Linked DNA regions of Ovis aries: regions 1 and 3 are each linked to region 2. The links are chromatin contacts, called in public Hi-C maps. All regions are on one chromosome and are shown on one strand. Each heading gives the region's core, a stretch centred on a gene start, on an enhancer-like site or on the middle of the called end of the contact. The rest is flanking DNA. Distances are from core to core; before and after follow the strand shown.

Region 1 (4,578 bases), core at 1,528-4,027, 430 kb after region 2:
AACACAAAATGGCTCAACCCTCAGCACTCTGCTATCTTCCAAAGATTAAAACATCATTCATATTCACTTCCTTTTAGCTTAATATTCTCAGATTTATTTAAAAGAGAAACTCTACTGCTTTTACAAAGAGAGTTTCTTGTAAAACTTACCAATGTCCAATCTGAACCAGCCTTACAAAAAATTTTTCCAGAATAACCAAGAATCATCTTGTAACTCAAAAATAAGCTTTCCTTTCACAAGAAGCCAACTGCAACTAACAGGATACTGGTAATGATCAAAGGGTACTGACCTAGGTTAAGAGGATCTCAGGTCCTAATTTTAAATGTGAAAAAAAATTATTTTTTTGACAAAGTATGCAGAATCTGGTGGTCTCAAATCAGGGGATAAGATACAAGAGGCCACAGGCAGACAGTCACAATCTTAAATGGCTGCATTTTATTCAAATTCCCTAAGTAGGCAAGTAAGGGTTACCTACTGCTTCACACCCTTTAGAAATAGTCCCCAAACCCAATATGAAACTAAGAGTCACTAAGATCAAAGATGCACCCAGAAGAAATTTATGATTTTACCTTTGCTTTATAGTAGAATGCAAAGCTAGAATCTAGAAATTCTAGTCTAACAATAGGGAATAGTTTTACAGGAACAGAGTAATCAAAAGTTGCATTTTCTGCACGTTCATATATGCAGAATGAAGTTTTAAATGTTGAATGGAATTATTATTTTTTCTATTCATAATAAAAAGTAAAAGCTTTAGAGTCAACAAGAAAATGTATAATGTATCATGCAATTATTTTTAGGAACTATCAGATAACCTTGTAAGTTATTTCCTCCAACTGTCTGATTTAAAAGTTAAACATCTTTGCTCTCTACAAGATTCATTTTCATGACCATGAATATATCAGGAACAGACTGACCCCAACCTGAAGCCAGGTGACAGCTGCTTCAAAAAGTCTAATCTGCTTACTGACAAAACCAGAAAGGGAATAAATGAATGATTGCTATTGATTCTCATGAAGGCGCTACACAGACCCAGTAACTTCCCTGGATTAGTATAGACAGAAGCCAATTAGCTTTATTTCATATGTAAATAGCATCATAAAGAGGTACAGAAAATAATTCACTGGATTGCTTTCTCCTGAAGCACAAGGCACACATTTTGAAAGTCACTTCAAACACAGTTCTTGCTTATGGAGCTCTCTCTTTCTCTTCGGCAGGAATTTTTTAAATAAATTCAAACTCATCCAGCTGTGTATATTCAAGAAATACCAAAAAGTCACAAGGCATAGTAAGTTTCAGCTGTTCTCCTCTCTCTGTGTTATCAATAACACATAATGAGTTAGTTCATACATCATCACAGCTGTGCAGGCCAGAGCTAACTTGGCTAATTTAACTATTCCAGTAGAGTTCAGTCAGGAGCTTGGTCTACTTTAGATAATCCACTCTGCAAGTCATATAGAAAAGAACAGCATGTGCTCTTCATTATCACTAATAAGCAATTCTTCTTTTACACAGTTCCTGTGACGTCTTCTAATGGTACTGTCCCTTGGACAGTTTTTTAAAAAACAGAAACAAACTTCTAAGAGCAATGGCAATCAAAATCACTCAAAACTAATGAACTACAGCTATGACAACACTCTAGGCTTAAGCCCCCAAACTTCTTTTATCAATGTTTTAATTCTAAAGAGGAGAAAAGAACACTATCTTCTGACAAAAATTAACCATGGAGTCAGTGTTTGCAACTTTCTTCTTCATCCTTCCCTTTTTCAGGAAATTCAGAGTTACAAATAATCACTGGTCATATTTTCAACTATAGGTTACCTCCAAAATAAGGTCAGCACAGTGCCTCTTCTTTATGGGTGATAATAACTAGGAGACTATTCTGGCACACTTTAAAATGAATGTAATGTGAAAACTAATGGCGATCTCAGTTGCTAAAGGGAGATTTGCACATCCTCCACAACGGTATTCTGCACAGTTCGTAAGACCCTTTTAAAACCGCTTAGTCCTGCCATTTAGTTATCATTTTCTACTAAGGATGAATGCCTAAACTGGTCAAAGACTGTTTTCTTAATGGAAAACACAACATGTTTTCGATGTTGTTTTCTTAACTGTGTATTTGGATTTGGAAATTCTCCAAAGCTCATCCTGTGTGCAAAAGAAGCCTAGGCAACTAAATATGGGGAGTTCATACATACAACTAGTTTTCAGTTCATGTTGCAGATGTACAAAAGCAGTGAGAAAGCAAAGTGGAATAATATAATTTGGAGCGAAGGCAAAATTGGAAAAGAACAGTTAAAATAATTTCATTATAATGTACCAAATAAGCACTTTTATTATTGAAATCCCATTTTCATATGTGTTTTTAGTAGCTAAGCATCCTAACTAATAGTTGGAAGGTACCTGTGAACTTATCTAGCTCAACTTTCCTTCCATTCACTCTTAAGAATAAGATGAACACTGCACATCTCATTTGAGTTAAGTCAGATGTTAAATCCATTTGCAAAAACCAAAGAATTTCATCTACACAGTTTGAAACTATGAACTCTTATCTTTGCTAGAGACGCAGAACTATGAACTTTCCCCAAGTTCCACACAATGAACTATTATGGGTATAGTATGTAAGAATGATTTACCAAGTCATATAAACTGCTGAAAACAAGTGGGATAAACAACTGCCATTCATTATTCCTGAATCCAAAGACTGCCAGGTTCGACTTGGGCATATACACAGCTGAACACACACTTCCTGGTTATGTGCAATCTGCACAGATAGACCAGCTTTACAGGCCTGACCACAGAGATTAATAGCTTTAGCCAAATAATGTGGTAACCATGTGAACCTGGGCTGCTCCAGCTTGTTTGTGAATCTCTCAGCAAGGCTCAACATGCCGTTATCTGCATCTTGTTGCCAGGAAACACAACATCGCTTTGGAATACAAGGAAAACCAGGTTGCAGTGACCACAGGTCAACTTCCCAAAAACCCATTTTTGACACTAAGCTATCTACAATCTTACAACATTTCTTACTGTAGTCCACAGCGAACTTCACTTTACTAATAATTAACAATATTTTTGGCTATTTTTGTCAGGGCAGGACCACTTAACCACCAGTTAACAATACAGTGCCAGCAATAGTAACTATAATGATAATTCTCTCAAACTTTTCCTCTTAAGTGTCAAATAAACACTTACTTCCTTTAAACTGGGTTGGAAATCAAGCACTCACTGTAACCACTTTATAACTGATCCAACAATGAATGCATATGGGCTTTCCTCTATGTCTATTTTTCAGTAAAGAAAGTCTACCAAAGGATAAAATACTCAATACACTGCTGTCCTAAGAATTCCTGGATTTTCTGGGATCAAAATACCTGTCTTGTCTTGCTCATGGTAAGAGAACATAATGTGTTGGACAATAATCCTGCTAGTTTCTTCCCAACCAATTCAAACAGACAGAAACTTAATGTACCAAGATGCTCAAGTACTCAGCAGACTGGAAATCTGCTTCATAAGAGTGAAGTGGGAGGCCACTGTTATGTAGAGTTTTGCAATGGAGATGGAAGGATTAGAGTGGCTTTGAGAGTATATAAAATTAATTACCCTTGACATACCAATTAGAACTGCTAGCTCATAGGCAACAGAGACTTTGGACAATACCTTATTAAAAAGAATTTTAAGGCAAAATGGAAAACATTTTTCTCTCTTTCAATCCTGGCTTAAAAAAATAAGTCAAAAGTAGTTACAGGATCTAAGAATTCTGCTACCCAAGCAGGACGGGATCTTGAGTGCATTATATTATCAAGAGAATACATTTATGATCAGGAAAACTGTATTCTTGATATAAGCTTTACTTTTATCCCAAGAGGTCTTCTATATAACAATGCCTCTAAACTTGGGCTTTATATTGCTTCTCATCTTGCTCCACAGGTAGCTTTTGAAACACAAGATGCAAAATTCCACTCTCGTGTAATTAAATTGCTAAAAAAACAGACGGGTCTGTGTACTGAAATATTAAAAGAAAACCACTTACCTAATACTAAATGGGAGCAAGAGAAGTTAAACAAAGGCCAGGTTACTGTGATGCCAACAATGCTCTGGCACTGTTAGAACACAGAAGGTTAACATCAAAACTAATAGAACTGGACAACATGGAAATGGTTCACTACCACCATTTGCCTTCAGACTCTCCAGACACTTGGGTCATATAATTTATCAGTGAATAAAACTGACTCAAAACTGAACTTTTGAGTTAGGATAGTCAGCCTGTTGTAAGTCCCTTTATACTACAGGAGAAACAACTTAAGAATACAAAGATCAGTGCTTATTATACAACCGTTTTTGCACTAGCAACTTTATATGTAGCAACTATTGTTTCTCTATTTTCAAGTTCATTAAAGAACGCAGATGTGGAAATTTCAGTTCCCCTATCAGTGAATAATGCTTGGATATACATACTAAAAGAACCAATTTATTTATTGAGTTGGCCAGAAAGGTCATTCGGGTTTTTCTATACAATCTTTTTTCCAAATGAACTTCCTGGTCAACCCAATATAGGTCTTGCCCACAAAAACATGAGGA
Region 2 (4,244 bases), core at 975-3,474:
CAAACCTAACCATGCCTAAAGCCAGTAGATGCAGTTTAGCAAACCAATAGGTTCCATTTTGGGTTTAGCTGGTTCGAGCTGGGTTTCAGTCACCTGCTACCTGGAGACCTACCTGACTGGCATGGGAATAACAGCACCCATCTCACAGGATTTGTGTGGCATTCGGCACAGCTCCAGAGCGTCTGATGGTCAGATGGCTGCCATGGCTAGATCCTGACACAGACGAACCTTGCTTTGCAGAACTCCTGAGTCAGTTTCTAAACCTTCCCAATGCATTGCTTCCTCTCACATGGTAGAAAGAAAAGAACCACAGGAGAGGAATCCTTCCTTTGGTTTATCTGGGATCAGAATCCCCTCTCCTCTCATTCACCCCTATGGAGGCTCTACTGAGAGTCCATCCTTGTCCTGCCTGTTAACCCTTCCTGCTTCTCTTTACCCTTTAAGCTCGTCTCAGCTTCCCACAATAGTAAGGCAATGACAAAAACTCATGTCCAGCTGTAACTTCCCCTTCCCTGCAAGTCAGCTCTCCTGCAACAGTGGGCTGTACCCACTCCCCCTGCTGCTCCTCTGGCCTGCCTACATCGACTTCTAAGCCCCTGGGACTCGGTTTCTGCTCTCACGTTCCCACTGAAACTGGAGTCACACGAGTCAGTAATAACTTCCTCATTGTTGAGCTCAGCAGGCACATTCCAGGGCGGGTGCGCTGGACCTCTCTGTGTCATTTCCGACTCCCTACTACCTCCTCACCCCGAACAGTCTCATTTGCACGGCTTGATGCTGCTTTTTGTTTCTTCTAGATTTCTTCCCACTTCTCTGCTGCCTCCTCAAGATCCCTATTTGGTCTTTGGAAGCTGGTGTGTGTCAGGGTCTCATCCCCGCTATGATCTTCTCAGCCTGCCTGCTCTGAGTCATCTCAGCTCCACCCCAGCTTCAGGGACCACCTCTATGTCGACCCTTCTTCTCCAGTGGGCATCTTATCCACTTTACTCCATTGCTGCTTCTTGTGCCCCGTCCGCCTAAGAAAAACACAAACTGCACCATCTCACAGAACATATTTCACCCTGAAAAGAGGTCCCAATGTATCTCTGCAGCCACCATGAGTCACAGTGAGAGTTGGGTGGGGAGGAAGGGAAGAGGGAGGGGGAAGGACAGGGCAGCAGGAGGAAAGATAACCAGAGGCCATTTCCTCCTTTCCCTGTCTTGCCAGGTCACGTAACCCTGTGTGAGTCTCCCCAAGTGCTGTGCTTGGGAAAGTACCTTTCCTCTGGTGCAGCCTACTTCTGTCTGGAAATGAGAACCGTGATTGTTTCAGGAACGCCTGTGAGCCTAGCACTTTTGACTTCTCAAAACATTGCGTGAATATTTGTTTGAGTGACTTACAAGTGCAGGCTACACGCTAAGCAGTGTGCACCTTATCTCATTTAAGTCCTGTGTGCGACCTTAGCATGTAGGTTCTTTTTTTTTTTTTTGAAATCTCTGTTTTGCAGACGAGAAAACTAGGGCTTAGAGAGGTTAACTGCTTCACCAGCCCATTCAGTTAGCAAAGTAGCAAATCAAACCCAGGACTGTGTCACTCTATGCCCAAGTCTGCGATGGCCACGGCTTCGCTGCTTCTGATGTATTTGTGGTTATCTTTCATGCCATACATACATTTAGGACAATGGTAAGTCGAGGCGCTAGATAAATGCTCAGTGAACCAGTGCCTAATCCTTGACAATAAAAGCTGGATCTGGTCCCAGATCGCAGAATTCACAAGTGCAGCGTCAGGCGGTTTCCAACACTTCCCTGGAGCTCAGTTTTCTTATCTGTAAAATGGAGGCACGAAGCAAACGCCCTTCAAAGGACCTTTAGCCCTCTGTGACTCTTTTCCAACAGTGCCTTGTCACGAACACGTTGCCGGGAATCTAGACCGACAGGGTCTGGGTTCTCTGAAGGGGCCCCTCCGGGGGCCCGCCCCACCACCGCTGACGCATGCGCCCTGGCGCCGAGCCCCGCGAGGGAATCGGCCCCTCTCCGCGCATGCGTTAGTCTTGGCGGTCGGACCGCCGGCACCCGGGGGCAGGTGACTCCCCTCCCCGGGGGAATCAGTGCCCCAGGTAGGGATCGGGTGATCCTGCCAGGAATGAGCTGGGGCCCGAGGCGCCTGCCCTCGTTAGGAAAGGCCATAGCCTCCCCAAGACCCCTGGAAAGCTGTTCCCCTGCGGGAGAGCGTGTTCCCGCCTCCGCGCCCGCGCGCTGAACGTGCCAGGCAGCACAGAGAGGCCGTTCTTTCCCAGCACAGATGGAAACGCTCCCTGGCACTGCGGTCCGGGCGTGGAGGAGGGGACGGCCCTGCCGACTCGGAAAGCCGGGGAGGATTTTCCTCTCAAAAAACCATACTGCTGATTAAAATAAAACCGTCTGAGGTCAGCGAGGACATTTATCTAACTAGGCGTGGGGAATGGGAGGCGTGAGGCATCACCTGATAGTCTAAGCTCCCAAAGGGCAGCAGGCACTGCAGGGAGGCCCACTCTTGACTGCTGCTTGGGGATGAATAACAGACCCTGGACAGCTATTTTTATACTGGATGAACCATGGAGAGGGAGAGGGGGTGTGTGTGTATGTCTGTGTGTTGGGGAGGTGGGAGCCACAGGGGAGAGGACTTGGGGAGAGAACAGGGAGCAGCCTCTTCCCTGCTCACCCTGCGATCTTACTCCTTCCCACTGCAGATTCTAACTCCCCGGAATTAACTTCCCAAGAGGTTAAGCATTATTTATTACTTTGAAATCAGAAAAGGAAAAAGGATGCTAATCAAAAAATTTCCTAAATGGTGAAAATAAATGAGTCTCAATGTTCTGAATTTGCCCCTGTTGGTCCCCTCAGCCCTCTCTCTCTCCTTGTTGGCCATCTTTTGAATGTCTAAGTCCGGGGTTATGGATCTGAGTTCCCCTCTCCCCACTCAGGGGTCATGGGGTGGCCTCTAGGAGGCTGGGGTCAGTGGTCTGGAGGAGACAAGGAAGAGCAGCCCTTCTCCCAGGAGCCCATTCAGGTTGTCACTGCTTGGTGTATGACTGTCCTGAAAGGCCTGCTTCTTTAGAAAGGGATTTTTTAAGGCCGAGGTAAGTTCTGGGAAGGCGGAACGATGTCCACACAGGGTGGTTGCTTTGAATGTTGGGCTGACCTGAGGCAGGCAGAGACTGTCTGTGCTGCTTCTGTCAGAATAAATACTGTGGTGAACTCACCACTCCCAGGAGACATGCTGTGGGAGACAGCCGCAAGCTGCGCGGGGAGCCACTGCCGACACCAGTTCATGTCAGAGCACTCAGTTTGATTCCACTGAGCTTCATTTTCTCCCCAAGCCCTAAGAAATCTGGAAAAAGAGACTTGAATATAATGTCAAAATTTAAACAAGGCATGAAATAACCCCTAACATTAAAATGAGATTGTAAAGGGTCACCATCTTAAGGGTTTGCTTAGTGGACCTTTCAGAAGTTTTTGTTTGAGAATTATGGAGACAAAAAGAAAAAATACCTTCCCTGAGGAGGACAGTTTCTATCTGGAGCTCTTTATTTCATTGGTCACTTCTAAGAATCACCAGATCATGATAAGGATAAAGGGTGGAGATATGTGGGGTTCATGGGGGGGAGACTGATCGTGCTTCAGCTGTGACTCATGTCTGCAACAATGAAAAGAAAGTAATCTTTGCCTTCTGCAAAGGGAAGTTGGAAGTCAAAGTTGTGGGGAAGCATCCAACCCTGCAGGACAACAGCCTCCTAGGTTCCAGGACAGCTGGGCTTTTAGACATTCATCCACTTCTTCCAAGGGAAGCTCAAAGAAGATGGTGTTTTAGCCTTGGTGGTCCAGTGGTTAAGACTTCACCTTCCAATGCAGGGGTTCAATTCAATACAGGTTCAATTCCTGGTCGGGGAGCTAAGATCCCATATGCCTTGTGGCCATAAAACAGAAGCAGCATTGTAACAAACTCTATAATAAAGACTTTAAAAATGGTCGACATAAAAAGTTCTTTAAAAAAGAAGGTGGTGTTTTATTAAGGAGATAATACAGTTCAGGAGCTCTTCCATGGCAGAAAACCCCTGAAACACCCACAATATCTGTATGCCAGGTCCTTTTTAGGCAAGGTTAACAGGATATCCCCCAAATGATCATCATTATTATTTGTTTGCATGTGTGTTTATTCTGGTTTGCTTTTAAAAACATGGTAGATTTTCTATATCCAAATGGATGAAGATTCTGAGAGCTTTCAG
Region 3 (4,037 bases), core at 701-3,200, 320 kb after region 2:
TGGGGTCTCACAGAGTTGGACACGACTGAAGTGACTTAGCAGCAGTAGCAGTAGCTACATCAAACAATATGGAAGAATCAAGGTCCATACATAGAGAATGATACTATTTTTTATAACACTCAAAACCAAAAAAAATAATAATAATGCATCATATTTTTTGGTGATTTGTTCTTGTCATTCAGTCACTAAGATATCTGACTGTAACCCCATGGGCTGTAGCGTGCCAGGCTCCTCCGTCTTCCACCATCTCCCAGAGTTTGCTCAAATTGACGTCCTTTGAGTCAGTGTTTGGTGATGACAGTATCCAAAACCCAACTCAAGTTATCATCGCAGACCCATGTCAACACAGGGCTTCTCTGAGGAGCAGACAGTTTGAATAGGTGCAACTGAAGAACTGAGGAATAAACTTTTTGTTCTGTGATTTGTCACAGAAGGTCTTCAGAAAGTTCACACATACACACATGCCCTGCCCTGCCCTGCCCAGGTCTGACCCAGAGGTGAGGGGCAAGGGAGGAACCTAGAGCACTGGAATCTGAATCTGAATTTGTGGGTGGTTCCTCCCTCAGCTGCAGAAGACCTTTTCATCCTGTGGAACAGGAACTTGCTTTATATCCTATCCAATGTATTCCTGCTCTGTGGCTTCTTAGAATAAACTATGGTTTATTGGCTCTTCATAGCCTTTTGTGTGCTTCCCCAGTGGCTCAAATGGTAAAGAATCTGCCTGCAATGCAGAAGACCTGGGTTCAGTCTCTGGGTCAGGAAGATCCCTTGGAGAAGAAAATGGCAACCGACTTCAGCATACTTGCCTGGAGAATTCTGCCGACAGAGGAGCCTGGTGGGCTACAGTCCATGGAGTCACAAAGAGTCAATATCTTCTATTTCAAAAAGCCAAATTTTTGCAGATCAAAAGATCTTACCCTCGGGCTATTTTATCTCCCTCAGTTAGTCAGTCAGTTCAGTAATTCAATCATGTCCGACTCTTTGCAACCCCATGGGCTACAGCACAGCATGCTTCCCTGTCCATCACCAACTCCCGGAGCTTGCTCAAACTCATGTCCATTGAGTCGGTGATGCCATCCAACCTTCTCATTTTCTGTCATCCCCTTCTCCTCCTGCCTTCAATCTTGCCCAGCATCATAGTCTTCCAGTAAGTCAGTTCTTCACATCAGGTGGCCAAAATATTGGAATTTCAGCTTCAGCATCAGTCCTTCCAATGAATATTTCAGGACTTTTTCCTTTAGGATTGGTTTCATATCTTTGTAATCCAAGGGACTCTCAAGAATCTTCTCCAACACCAGTTCAAAAGCATCAGTTCTTCTGCGCTTAGCTTTCTTTATGGTCCAACTCTCACATCTGTACATTACTACTGGAAAAACCATAGCTTTGACTAGATGGACCTTATCTCCCTAGGTAATTAAAAAACTGTTTTGAAATTAAAAAACCTAGGCAGTGACCTCTTTGTTCTCTGCTGTATCAAATACTCCTCCTTTCCTAGAACAATAAGCCTAGATTCAAGGTATACTTTTAATGGCAATGAGGGTGAGAAAAACATAAACTACTGAAAAATTCAAGAGATATTAAAAATAATATTTTCCTTTGCTTCTTAGCATAGGATTCCCTGCCCTTCAGAACAAGATCCCTTTCTATCATTCCAGTTGCTCTGCCTGATACTCTATCAATGCATTTTGCATTCAAGCTACAACTGATTTCATACTTGTTATTCCCAAAGCACAGAGCACTTTGATGGCATCATGCCTTTGCACATGTGGTTTCCTTTTGCCTGAAATACCTTCCTTTTAAGCCTGCCTCCTCATTTTATAAGATACACTCCGGAGATTAAGCTATTTTCTGTCAGTGCCAAACCCACCTTTCTCAGGTTAGAGCTGTGCAAACCAGCTTCCTTTTTAGCCATCAGAATTCCTGTTGGTTTCTGTCAATAGAGGGCACTAAAGGAAGACAGGGAGATAGGAAGGCATGAGGAAGTTGAAGGGACTAGTTCCTTCCTATTTGCTTGCTGTTTCTGTAAAGTCACCCAGCAGTGACCTTTATTTTGACAACAGCAGTTGTTTCCATCCCTAGAAGAACCAGCTTCATCCTACCTTCCTCAGAAACACCAGCACCAGCCAGTCATATCTCCTCCTCCAAGGCCTGCATCCCACCTGTGCATAGTATTTCATTCAGCTTCTAAATTCTAATAACTCTGATCTCTTCCCTTGGTTTGCTCAGACCTAGGAGGTGGTAGTTGCTTCCTGAAGTTGTTGTCTGTATGAAACCTCAGTGTTCCCTTTTTGCATTTTCAGTTCTCCAAGACCTGACTAACTAATTTCTAATATTAAATTTTCTCTGTTGGAATTCTTAATGTGCTTTTGTTTCCGTGACTGATTCTTGTTCTTTAAGTGAAAGCAGAATATGCCACCTCAAAATATGCCATTTTGACATAAGTATTATTTAGAGCCGAAGGAAACTGAGAAGAAATAGATACAAGAAAAGCCCTGTGCCCTCTCCCTATTTGCCTAAAAGACATAAATTTGTAAAGGTGTTCCCCATTCCCTTCTCTATCAGGAAGAAGTAATTACCCCAGAGATATCTACTTCACAGACCTTACTGGTTAGCCTTTATGTTCCATTAATTCCTCCATATATTTACCTTCCGCAATTTACTGCCCTAGAAACTCAAAGTCTTTTCCCTTTGTCTAGTCACTTTTCTAAAAAAAAAAAAAAATCTATTATTTTTTTGGCAAGATGCTATGAAGCACAAGTTCTAAACACCCCTTTGAGTTATTCATCACTGACTGCCCCCATGTATGTGTGCAATGCATGCACTGATAGATTTTTGCTTGTTTTTCTCTTGTTAAGCTGTTCTTTTGTCAGCCTAGTTTGCAGAGTCTCAGCCAATAAATCTTGGATGGGAAGAAAGAAAAGATTTTCCTTCCCTACATAGGACTACCTGGACCATTCATGCACTCCCTCCTCATCAGAGTGTTTGTTTTTGTGCTTCCCCACTACCTTTCAGATGACTCCTTTGAACTGCTTATCAAAATATGTTATAATGACTTTCTTATATGAATGTCCCATTCCTGGGTTAGTCTCTCAGAAGTAGAGATTTTTGTCTTATTCATCTTTATGATACCTGTGCCTGTCACAGTAAATATACACTCAGTAACTTGTCCTTGAATTAACAAATGAACAATCAAATGATTGCATGAATACTATAATAGTGATGCATTTTATCCTGCTAAAACTACAATGACATCTCTTTATCTATAGAATAAATCCCAAAGCATCCCTCAATCTGGCCCTTTCCTCTTCAGGTTTATCTCCATCCCACCCTTTTATTTCAGCCACATTGTATGGCTCTCAGCTCTCAGAACATCCCTCCAGGCCTCCATCCTCACTGTCCTTTTGTTGTCAGAAAAATGGGGTGTGAGAGGATAGTCATGTTCCAGGTCTCCAGTGAATCCCTATCACTGGCCGCCAAGTGAGGATCCTTGGCTTTGCACAGGAAAGAATTCAAAAGCAAGCCATAGTAAAGTGAAAGCTGGTTTTTTTTAGAGAGATACACACTCTAGGAACAGAATGTGGCCCATCTCAGGAGGCGAGAGTGGCCCTGGGAGGTACATATTCCATAGACAGATTGCAGTCCATCTCAAAAGATGAGAGGACCCTGAGGTGAGTGGGTGGTTAGTTTCTATGGACTGGATAACTTCGTAGGCTAAAGTAAAGACTGGGAGGAGCATTCTAACTACTTTGGAGAAGAGGTGGGGATTCCCAGGGTTTGGGGCACCACCCACTTTTTGGCCTTGCAAGGTCAACCTTGGAGCTGTCATGGCATCTGTGGGTATGACATTTAGCATATGCTAATGTATTACAATGAGTGTATAATGAGGCTCAAGGTCTGCTGGGAGTCTAATCTTTCACCATCTTGGGCCTTGTATATTCTAACTGGTTTTTGTTGTATCCTGTTGTTCTTAATGGTTGTGTCATTCTTTTAATGTTCGTGCCCTGCCGCCTTCCTTTCTGTCTCACTTTATTCCTAAA

What was found. Hi-C and Micro-C count contacts between places; a contact is called where the count stands out from the background.
Region 1: a contact with region 2 is called in a Hi-C map of liver, with 3 times the contacts expected there. The contact joins two enhancer-like sites. A contact is called at or near these places in 8 of 16 Hi-C or Micro-C datasets (hypothalamus, liver, mixed tissues and 4 more).
Region 3: a contact with region 2 is called in a Hi-C map of hypothalamus, with 4 times the contacts expected there. The contact joins two enhancer-like sites. A contact is called at or near these places in 2 of 16 Hi-C or Micro-C datasets (hypothalamus and liver).

Annotation. Positions count from the first base shown.
Region 1 is chr1:231,676,959-231,681,536 of ARS-UI_Ramb_v3.0, forward strand. All of the region lies in intron 2 of TIPARP (TCDD inducible poly(ADP-ribose) polymerase), which reads right to left. Among named protein-coding and RNA genes, the nearest start is that of TIPARP, 120 kb to the right of the region's middle. Within about 2 kb of position 2,778, at least 19 of the 54 cell types and tissues checked have an H3K27ac peak or open chromatin away from gene starts, as enhancers often do. A contact at or near this core is called in hypothalamus and liver, where this site is marked.
Region 2 is chr1:231,243,482-231,247,725 of ARS-UI_Ramb_v3.0, forward strand. No RefSeq gene overlaps it. Among named protein-coding and RNA genes, the nearest start is that of CCNL1, 78 kb to the left of the region's middle. Within about 2 kb of position 2,225, at least 48 of the 54 cell types and tissues checked have an H3K27ac peak or open chromatin away from gene starts, as enhancers often do. A contact at or near this core is called in hypothalamus and liver, where this site is marked.
Region 3 is chr1:231,566,866-231,570,902 of ARS-UI_Ramb_v3.0, forward strand. The region is part of intron 2 of LOC105603748 (a long non-coding RNA gene); the gene reads left to right. Among named protein-coding and RNA genes, the nearest start is that of LEKR1, 48 kb to the left of the region's middle. Within about 2 kb of position 1,951, at least 4 of the 54 cell types and tissues checked have an H3K27ac peak or open chromatin away from gene starts, as enhancers often do. A contact at or near this core is called in hypothalamus and liver, where this site is marked.